3 separate regions of the Oryctolagus cuniculus genome follow, and regions 1 and 3 are each linked to region 2. Evidence: chromatin contacts called from public Micro-C data. All regions are on one chromosome and are shown on one strand. Each heading gives the region's core, a stretch centred on a gene start, on an enhancer-like site or on the middle of the called end of the contact. The rest is flanking DNA. Distances are from core to core; before and after follow the strand shown.

Region 1 (2,700 bases), core at 105-2,604, 440 kb after region 2:
CTCCCTCCCTCTCTCCATATCACTCTGTCTTTCAAATAAATAAATCTTTTAAGAAAGCAAAAGGGTGGAAAGTGGGAATTGCTAGTTGGCACTGAATTCCTACATGTTTCTTCTCCAAAACATCTTTAAGCAAACAAAAGAAGTCTTGACTTTTATGGGAAAGACCAGGATCCTAGTTCAAAGAAGTTATTTCCACACCCAAGCATTCACTCCTATTAAGCAGCTGGAGAGAGAAGATGCAAACAAAGAAAATCCTGAATGAAGTAGAACAATCCAAATACCCATTCAAGAAATTAAAGAACTATCACAAGACTAACTGCAAGTGTCAAAAGAATTGAGTCAAAAGAAAAGCCAGCAATGACGGGTGGGTAAATACAAGGGTGCTTCAAAAACTGCAGGGGGAAAAATGGAATTAAAAGATATGTTTATTTTGGAGTGCAAAAAATGAATGTTGAGACTCATGCATAACTTCTTTTTTAAGATTTATTTATTTATTTGAAAATCAGAGTTACACAGAGAGAGAAGGAAAGGCAGAGAGAGAGAGAGAGAGGTCATCCATCCACTGGTTCACTCCCCAATTGGTCACAACCGCCAGAGCTGTGCCGATCCGAAACCAGGAATCAGGAGCTTCCTCCAAGTCTCCCAGGGGCCCAAGCACTTGGGCCATCTTCCACTGCTTTTCCAGGCCATAGCAGAGAGCTGGATGGGAAGTGGAGCAGCGAGGACTAAACCAGCGCCCCTATGGGACGCCGGCACTGCAGGCCCGCCCGCAGTGCCGGCCCCCCATGCACAACTTTTTGAGAATAAGCATTCCCCAGGTGCTTTGTGAAGACCTCTCGTATTACAAAGCCATCCATTTCCAAGCAAAGAAAAGTATCCTCCCTCAAGTCTGGGGACCAGTGATTGGAAACATAGGGAGAATGCAATGGTGACAGGATGCACAAAATGTTGCATAACCCACTCTTGCAGAAGCAGGGGTGGGGCTGTGGCCTAGCAGAGCATGAAACAGAGAAGTCTCGTGTCTGCTGAGTCAGCTGTGGACAGAGGTGACTCCCCAGACGGGACTGCTGAGTCAGGGAGAAGGGAGACATCCGAGCTGCCCGCCCAGCAGCCACATCAAAAAGCTTCCAAGGATGCGGAAATACTCAGTCTGTTGCACAAGAGATCCCGGATGCCAGCATCTAATCCCGCGGGCGAGTTTATTTAGGTCAGCTCTTTGTGGACTTAGTACAAATTGGTCGCATGACTTCTCACTGTGGGGAGCAACACAGAACAGCGGTCCCTGCACAGCCATCAGCAGTCCCCCATGGTAAGCAAACAAATCTGGAACTCGGCTGGTTCCGTTATATAGAATCTGGATGGCCAAGAACCCAAGTCAGAGTCCCAGACACCTTTCTCCCCAGCACCAAATGGAGTCTTGGTTATCCAGACTAGCCGAGAAGTTTCCAGGCAAACCCTATCAGTTCAAGCCCTGACATCACAGGGTAAGGGCAGTGCTCCCTCTGCTGGCTGGAAGTGCATTGCAGATGAATTTGGCCTCCCAGCTGTCGGCCTGAGAAACATAAATTACTCTTCAGCACTAGAGAAAGCTAGATTGCATTCTCTAACAACCAAGAAATACAAGGACGGTGAAGTTTTTTAAAGTAAATCCTAACCAGAGACTTCCATGACCCTTTAGCAAAACAGCGCATTGATGAGCTAGAATAAAAAAAAAAGCCTAAGTCCTTCATGCTGTTGAAGGAAATAAGTGAAACACATAAGACAAACACCCCAAGTTCTCCTTTATATGTGGGAGCTAAATTTAAAAAAGAATCCAAAATCCAAAGCAAAAAAAAAAAAATCCTGTATGTATCAGTTTTCCTGCAAATAGAGTGTTTGGTCAAACTTAAAGTCTGTTTCAAGCAAATTGTTAAGAATGGTGTATTACTGGGCATGCACAAGGGCACAGTGGGTTTTAGCCCCAGCCTGCTGTGCGGGCATCCCATACGGGCACTGGTTCGAGTCCCGGTTGCTCCACTTCCCATCCAGATCTCTGCTACGGCCTGGGAAAGCAGTACAAGATGGCCCAAGTCCTTGGGCCCCCGCACCCATGTGAGAGACCCGGAAGAAGCTCCTGGCTCCTGGCTTCTGATCGGCACAGCTCTGGCCATTGAGGCCATCTGGGGAGTGATGGAAGATCTCTCTCTCTGTCTCTACCTCTCTATATAACTTTTTCAAATAAATAAAATAAATCTTTTAAAAAAAAGAATGTGTATTACTATAGTTTTATTGAGCTGTGACTGTTTTAAAATTTACTGTATATGGGGCTGACTCTGTATGTGGGTAACGCCAGCGCCGCATCCCATATGGGCACCAGTGTGAGTCCAGCTGCTCTGCTTCCATTCCAGCTCCCTGATAATGCAACTCAGAAAGCAGCAGAAATGGCCCAAGTGCTTGGGCCCCTGCACCCACATGGGAGACCTGGAGGAAACCCCTGGCCCCTGGATATGAATCAACCCAGCTCCTGCCGTTGCAGCCATTTGGGGATTGAACTAGTGGATAGAAGACCTCTCTCTCTCTCTCTCTCTCTGACTTTCTCTCTTTCTCTGTCTCTCTCTCTGTAACTCTGCCTTTCAAGTAAATAAATAAATCTTTAAAAGCAAAAAAAAAATTTACCGTATATGAGTGAAATAGACATCTTTTCATTTGACAGAAAAGAAA
Region 2 (2,960 bases), core at 192-2,691:
CGAGCCCGAATCACGCCGCATTAAGGATCACAGGGCCTAGAACCCCGCCAGCGGAGGCCTCCCAGGTCCCCCCGCACCCCCAGCCAAGGGAGGGGGGCGTGTGTTGGTTTGATGGACCACATGGTTGCATCCTTTACCTCGGGGAGCATTTGAAAATAGATGGCATTAAAAGGTGCATTTAGGCTGGTTTCCTAACGTGCATTTTGCACGAATGTGTAGAAGACGCCCTCCCTGGATGCGTGGATTTCGCAATTTTTTTGGCACTACCATACATTGTTATCTCATTGCCCACCAACTTTTGGGAGACCCCCTTCGTGTTATTTTATTTTATTTTATTTATTTGGAACATGTGGATTTACCCGTGGCGTGCTTCTCCGAGGCTCAAATCAGAGCGAGATCCGGGTGAGGGTTGTGGGGGTGCTCCCCTAACTGCAGCCTGGCTGTGTTTTAAGGCTTAGCTCAGGGCGGGGGGACCCAGCGCCCCCGAGGCAGGCAGCAGCCCCGGCTCTGACTTCTGCCTCTTGGAATTCCCTTGGCGTCCGGGGAGAGCGCGCCAGAGCTCGGGGCCGCGCCTGCACGCTGGTGACAGATGGAGTTGAGAGTCTCTCCACGGAGAGGGGAGGGGGCGCCCGCGTTTGACAGGCCGCAGACGTCCGCTGCCTCTGGCGGCCGGGGCCCGCGTTGCGCCCGCGTTAAGGTAGCGCCCGGGATCGGCCGCACGGAGCACGCGGGGGCGGTCCCGGCTGCGGGGGCCCCCGGCCCTGCATCGCTCCAGGTCGGGGGCTGCCACTAGCCTCGCCCTGGCGGTGCGGGTCGTCCTGTTCCTTCCTCCGAAAGACGCCCTGGGCTTGGCTTTCTCTCCTGCAATCCGAAACCCAACGCTTGGGTGCGAGCGCCGGAGCAGGGGAGGGGGAGCTGCGCGTCCTACGCGCGCGTGTCCCCCGACCTGGTCCCCCCAAAAAAGGGGGTGCGCCCCTCTGCGCTCTCGACGCCCCCCAACCTCCTCAAAAAACACAAGGGACCTAAAGCTGGTGGAGGGGACACAAATGGGGGGTGGTGGTGGCTATCAACGATTAAAAAACAACTTAAGATCTGAACAGACAAAAAGGGTCCCGGGCTGAGCCGGACGCCCGCAGCCGGCGGCCCCGAACCCCCGGCTGTGGGTAGAGAGCGTGCGGAGTGGGGGGGGGGGCTCACCCCGCGCCTCCTTAAGGAGGAGGAGCCGCCGGGCCGCGGCGGGGCTCCGGGGCCGGCCTTTCAAGCCCTGAATGCCTGAATGTGAGCTGCCCACCGCCCTCCCACCCTCCCCCACCCGCAGCCCCACTCCAGCGGCTCGTAAAAAAAAAAAAAAAAAAAAAAAAAAAGTTTCAACAACACCGGCCAGGACCAATGGCATCGCGAAGAGCCGGGAAAGGGGGCCGAGCGAAGGGCGCGCCGAGAGCGGAGAAAGGAGAAAGCGGGCCGGCCGAGAGCGCGCGGGCCCGGGGCCGGCGAGCGGAGGAGCGTTGCTAATGTTTTTGTTTGTTTGCTTTTCCATGCATGCATAATGAGGGGGCACCGCGGCACCACGCGGGGGCTCCCGGCCCACTTTTGTATTTAAAGCCTCGCTCGCTCCGGAATCCGCAGCTGGGCTCAGCGGATCCGCTCCGCCGCCGCCGCCGCCGCCGCCGCCAGCCCGGGAGCCGCGCGCTCCGGCCGCGCCGAGCGAGCTTCTCCGTGCGGCCCGCGCCCCTCCGGGAGCTCGGCCTCCCGCCCCCAGCCCGGGGGTCGTCGCTGCGGGCGGAGGAGGGGGAGGGGACGCGCGGCGGCCCGGGCCGCGGGAAGGCGGGCAGCGCCCGGACGCCGAACCCGGGAGAGCCCGCGCGCGATGCGAGGCCCCGCCGAGCCGGCAGCGGCGGGGGAGAAGCCGTACTGAGCCGCGCGGGAGGAAGCAGCCGGGCGCGGGCGCCGCCGGCCGCACGACGAACGGATCTGCAAGCAGGGGCCGAGCAGAATGCACCCGCGGCGCCGCGCGGTCCTGCGGCCCCGCCGCGGCCCCGCGGCCTGCAGCCCCCCGGGGCGGCACTGAGCGCCGCCCGCCAGCGCCGGGGGTCGCCGCCGTCGTGCCGGAAGGCTCTCGGGTCGGGGAGCCGGACCCCAGATCTCAGCGACTCTGCAGCTCCGGGAAGCCCCCTCCGCAGCCCCGGGGCGCCAGCCGCCCTTGTGCGCCGCCGGCGGGGCAGCGGCCAGCGGCGCGGCGCGCATGGATTTATGAGGACACCCATGCCCGGAGTGCGCAGGACCCGGGCAAACTTTCCCTCCGGCTCCGCGAACGCCGCGCCGCGCGCCTCGTCTCCCTTCCGCTGCTTCTCGCCCGGCGGCGGCGGCCGCCGCTGCCCGCGATGGTGGCCGCGCTGCTGGGCGGCGGCGCGGTGACCGTGCCGGGCGCCTGGCTGTGCCTGATGGCGCTGCTGCAGCTGCTGGGCTCGGGGCTGGCGCACGGCCGCCGCCTCATCTGCTGGCAGGCGCTGCTGCAGTGCCAAGGGGAGCCGGAGTGCAGCTACGCCTACAGCCAGTACGCCGAGGCGTGCGCGCCGGTGCTGGCGCAGCGCGGCGGGGGCGACGCGCCGGGGGCAGCAGCCGCCGCTGCCGCCGCCGCTGCTTTCCCGGCCTCGCCGCGCTGGCGCTGCCCGAGCCACTGCATCTCGGCGCTCATTCAGCTCAACCACACGCGCCGAGGGCCCGCCCTGGAGGACTGTGACTGCGCGCAGGACGAGAACTGCAAGTCCACCAAGCGCGCCATTGAGCCCTGCCTGCCCCGGACGAGCGGTAGCGGCGGCGGAGGCGGGGGCGCGGGCGGCGCGGGCGGCGGGGGCGCGGGCGGGGTCATGGGCTGCACCGAAGCCCGGCGGCGCTGCGACCGCGACAGCCGCTGCAACCTGGCGCTGGGCCGCTACCTGACCTACTGCGGCAAGCTCTTC
Region 3 (2,755 bases), core at 104-2,603, 390 kb after region 2:
AGGAGCACAGCTGTGGGTACCAGGGTGCCCCACCCATTTATACACTGTGCTCCACTCCCCTGAAATGAGAAGTAATTATTGCTCTCATAAGGGTCGGAGCGGTCCCATCCAAGGAAAGGGAACACTCAAACGAGAGCAGTGCCGAGCTCCTGACCTCTTTGTTAATGCTCTACACGGGGAAGCTCCATGGCCACAGAGATGCCGGAACGCCCATCCTAATCCACTCAGCAACCACCCATGACGTCTCTGCCCGGCATCACTGCTGCCCGGCATTGCCAATGCTCAGTGTTTCATCTAACTGTCTGAAGCCAAGTATGACAGGGTAAAGAGGGAAGAGATACACTCTGCAAGTTGCAAATTGTGTACTCTACTGGACGCCCCACTGAGGGAATGAGTGGCTTTAGAAACAAAGCCCATGGTGGTGCAGGTCAACAGTGGGTTACACCACTGTCCACGATGCCAGCAGCCCACATTGGAGCACCAGTTGGAAGTGCCTGGATCCCGGCTACCCAGGTGGGAGACTCAGATGGAGTTCCTGGTTCCTGGCTTTGGCCTGGAGCAGCCCTAGCCATTGTGGCCATCTGGGAAGTGAACCAGCAGATGGAAGATTTCTCCCACACACACACCGTGTCTCTTTCTTTATTACTTTTTTTTTTTTTTTTTGACAGGCAGAGTGGACAGTGAGAGAGAGAGACAGAGAGAAAGGTCTTCCTTTGCCGTTGGTTCACCCTCCAATGGCCGCCGCGGTGATCCGAAGGCAGGAGCCAGGTGCTTCTCCTGGTCTCCCATGGGGTGCAGGGCCCAAGCACTTGGGCCATCTTCCACTGCACTCCTGGGCCACAGCAGAGAGCTGGCCTGGAAGAGGGGCAACCGGGACAGAATCCGGCGCCCCAACTGGGACTAGAACCCGGTGTGCTGGCGCCGCAAGGCGGAGGATTAGCCTAGTGAGCCGCGGCGCCGGCCTCTTTATTACTCTTGCTTTCAATAATGGAGTAAATCTAAAAAAGGAACAAAGGGAAGAAGGGAGGGAGGGAAGGAAGGTAGGGGAGCCCTTGCTCTTCCTGCCAATCCAGGTACCACCCGTGAAGCTGCACCTTCCCTCAGGGGGTACATTTTCTAATCCAACAGAGATTCCATGCCAGAGCTACAGCTTGAAGACTGGCGCCGGGGCTTCAGTTTCCCACTGTCAGTTCCATCTCTAGCAGATGACATAAGAATGGATGAAGGACAAGCATTCAGCCCAGCAGTTAACACACCTGCATCCCATTTCACAATGGCTCCCTGCTAACACCGACCCTGGGAGGCAGTGGTGATGGTTCCAGTAACTGGGGTCTTGCCACCTACACAGTGGACTTGGATCAGCTTCCTGGCCCAAGTCCTTGGGCCCCTGCACCTGCATGGGAGACCTGGAAGAAGCTCCTGGCTCCAGGCTTCATATCAGCCCAGCTCTGGCTGTTGCGACCAACTGGAGAGTTAAGCAGCGGATGGAAGACCTCTCTCTCTGCCTCTCCTTCTCTCTCTTTGTGTAACTCTGACTTTCAAGTAAATAAATAGAAGCGTCTCTGCATCTAACCCAAATCTTGCATGTTTCTCCTGTTCTAGCATCCGTGGAGTCGGAAAACATAATATGATGTCATCATCTGCTTCTACTTATCCAGACCATGTACAGAGCCAAAAAGACTGACATCTTACAGAGTTCTAATCTAACTATTTGACTATTCTGTTTCTGACTTGTACATGAATTTCTCTGTCTAGGTGAGCTCATGTTACGGTCATTGGACCATCCTCTAACCACTCACTCTAAGCTCCGTGCTCCTTAATTTCTTCATGATCAATTTCTATTTTTGGCCTTAAAAACCAACAGGATTGGCCTGTGTACTCTCTGCCTTCAATACAACATCCCAGCTGCAGCAGAGAGAAATCACGCACTGCCTGTCTCGAGACCCTCGTCCCGCTGCAGTTGGACGTGGGATGCTCCTGGCGGGCGGGCGGGCTGTCCACACAGCATCCTCTGCCTTCCTTGCCCTCCTGGGGGTTGAGGAGGGATCTGCCCAGGGTGTTGCCCATGACCAAGGCCAAAGGCGTCTCCCCTAGATTCACCAGCGTCAGTCCCTGCAGCCTAGGCTTTCAGCCCGCCTTTCCCCCTCCTTGCCTCTGATGCACATGGCCCCTTAAGAATTTATTTACCACCACCTTGTGGAACAGAAGTGAACTTCAGTGCACAAAGCCTATGCGGATCAAGTTTTTGGCTACATTTGCAAATGTTTTGCTCATTTTTGATCACTTTTCCTTCTCTGGGAAGGAGTCTTTGTATGCTGATCTTATGGAAGCATCTCACACCTGGAAGAAGAGTTAAAAAAAAAAAATCCCCACTCCCATTAGCTTCCTGTCTTGTCACTCTCCATCAAAAGGGAGCTACAGCCCACAGAGAGCAAAAGCTCCCAGCCCCTGGAAAGCTCCTAAACCTCACTGACAGTGCCAGGAATTGAACCATAATCCCAGATAATTATATTTACAAGAAAGGGCCTGCCCATAATCTCTCCCAAAAATAATGTTATTCACATATGTTTTGTATAGCAATCCTTATACATTGGCTTAGTGATGTTTGGATTTTCATCTTAGGCTAGAAAATGAGCCTGACCTAACAGAAGTGTTTAAAATCGCTCACCCTACGATATATCACATCACTTGATTTTAATGCTAGGCAGGGTCTGGTTTATTTTCCAATATGTTTCCCTGTGGCAAAGACATTTCT

The links. Hi-C and Micro-C count contacts between places; a contact is called where the count stands out from the background.
Region 1: a contact with region 2 is called in a Micro-C map of ear pinna, with 5 times the contacts expected there. The contact joins the enhancer-like site here to the promoter of GAS1 in region 2. A contact is called at or near these places in 2 of 6 Hi-C or Micro-C datasets (ear pinna and psoas muscle).
Region 3: a contact with region 2 is called in a Micro-C map of ear pinna, with 4 times the contacts expected there. The contact joins the enhancer-like site here to the promoter of GAS1 in region 2. A contact is called at or near these places in 2 of 6 Hi-C or Micro-C datasets (ear pinna and psoas muscle).

What each region holds. Positions count from the first base shown.
Region 1 is chr1:144,181,372-144,184,071 of mOryCun1.1, forward strand. No RefSeq gene overlaps it. Among named protein-coding and RNA genes, the nearest start is that of TUT7, 53 kb to the right of the region's middle. Within about 2 kb of position 1,355, at least 4 of the 8 cell types and tissues checked have an H3K27ac peak or open chromatin away from gene starts, as enhancers often do. A contact at or near this core is called in ear pinna, where this site is marked.
Region 2 is chr1:143,740,324-143,743,283 of mOryCun1.1, forward strand. It overlaps GAS1 (growth arrest specific 1), which reads left to right and starts at 1,442. Exons shown (of 1, transcript XM_070065873.1): 1 at 1,442-2,960. The coding sequence starts at 2,382.
Region 3 is chr1:144,126,743-144,129,497 of mOryCun1.1, forward strand. No RefSeq gene overlaps it. Among named protein-coding and RNA genes, the nearest start is that of TUT7, 110 kb to the right of the region's middle. Within about 2 kb of position 1,354, at least 1 of the 8 cell types and tissues checked has an H3K27ac peak or open chromatin away from gene starts, as enhancers often do. A contact at or near this core is called in ear pinna, where this site is marked.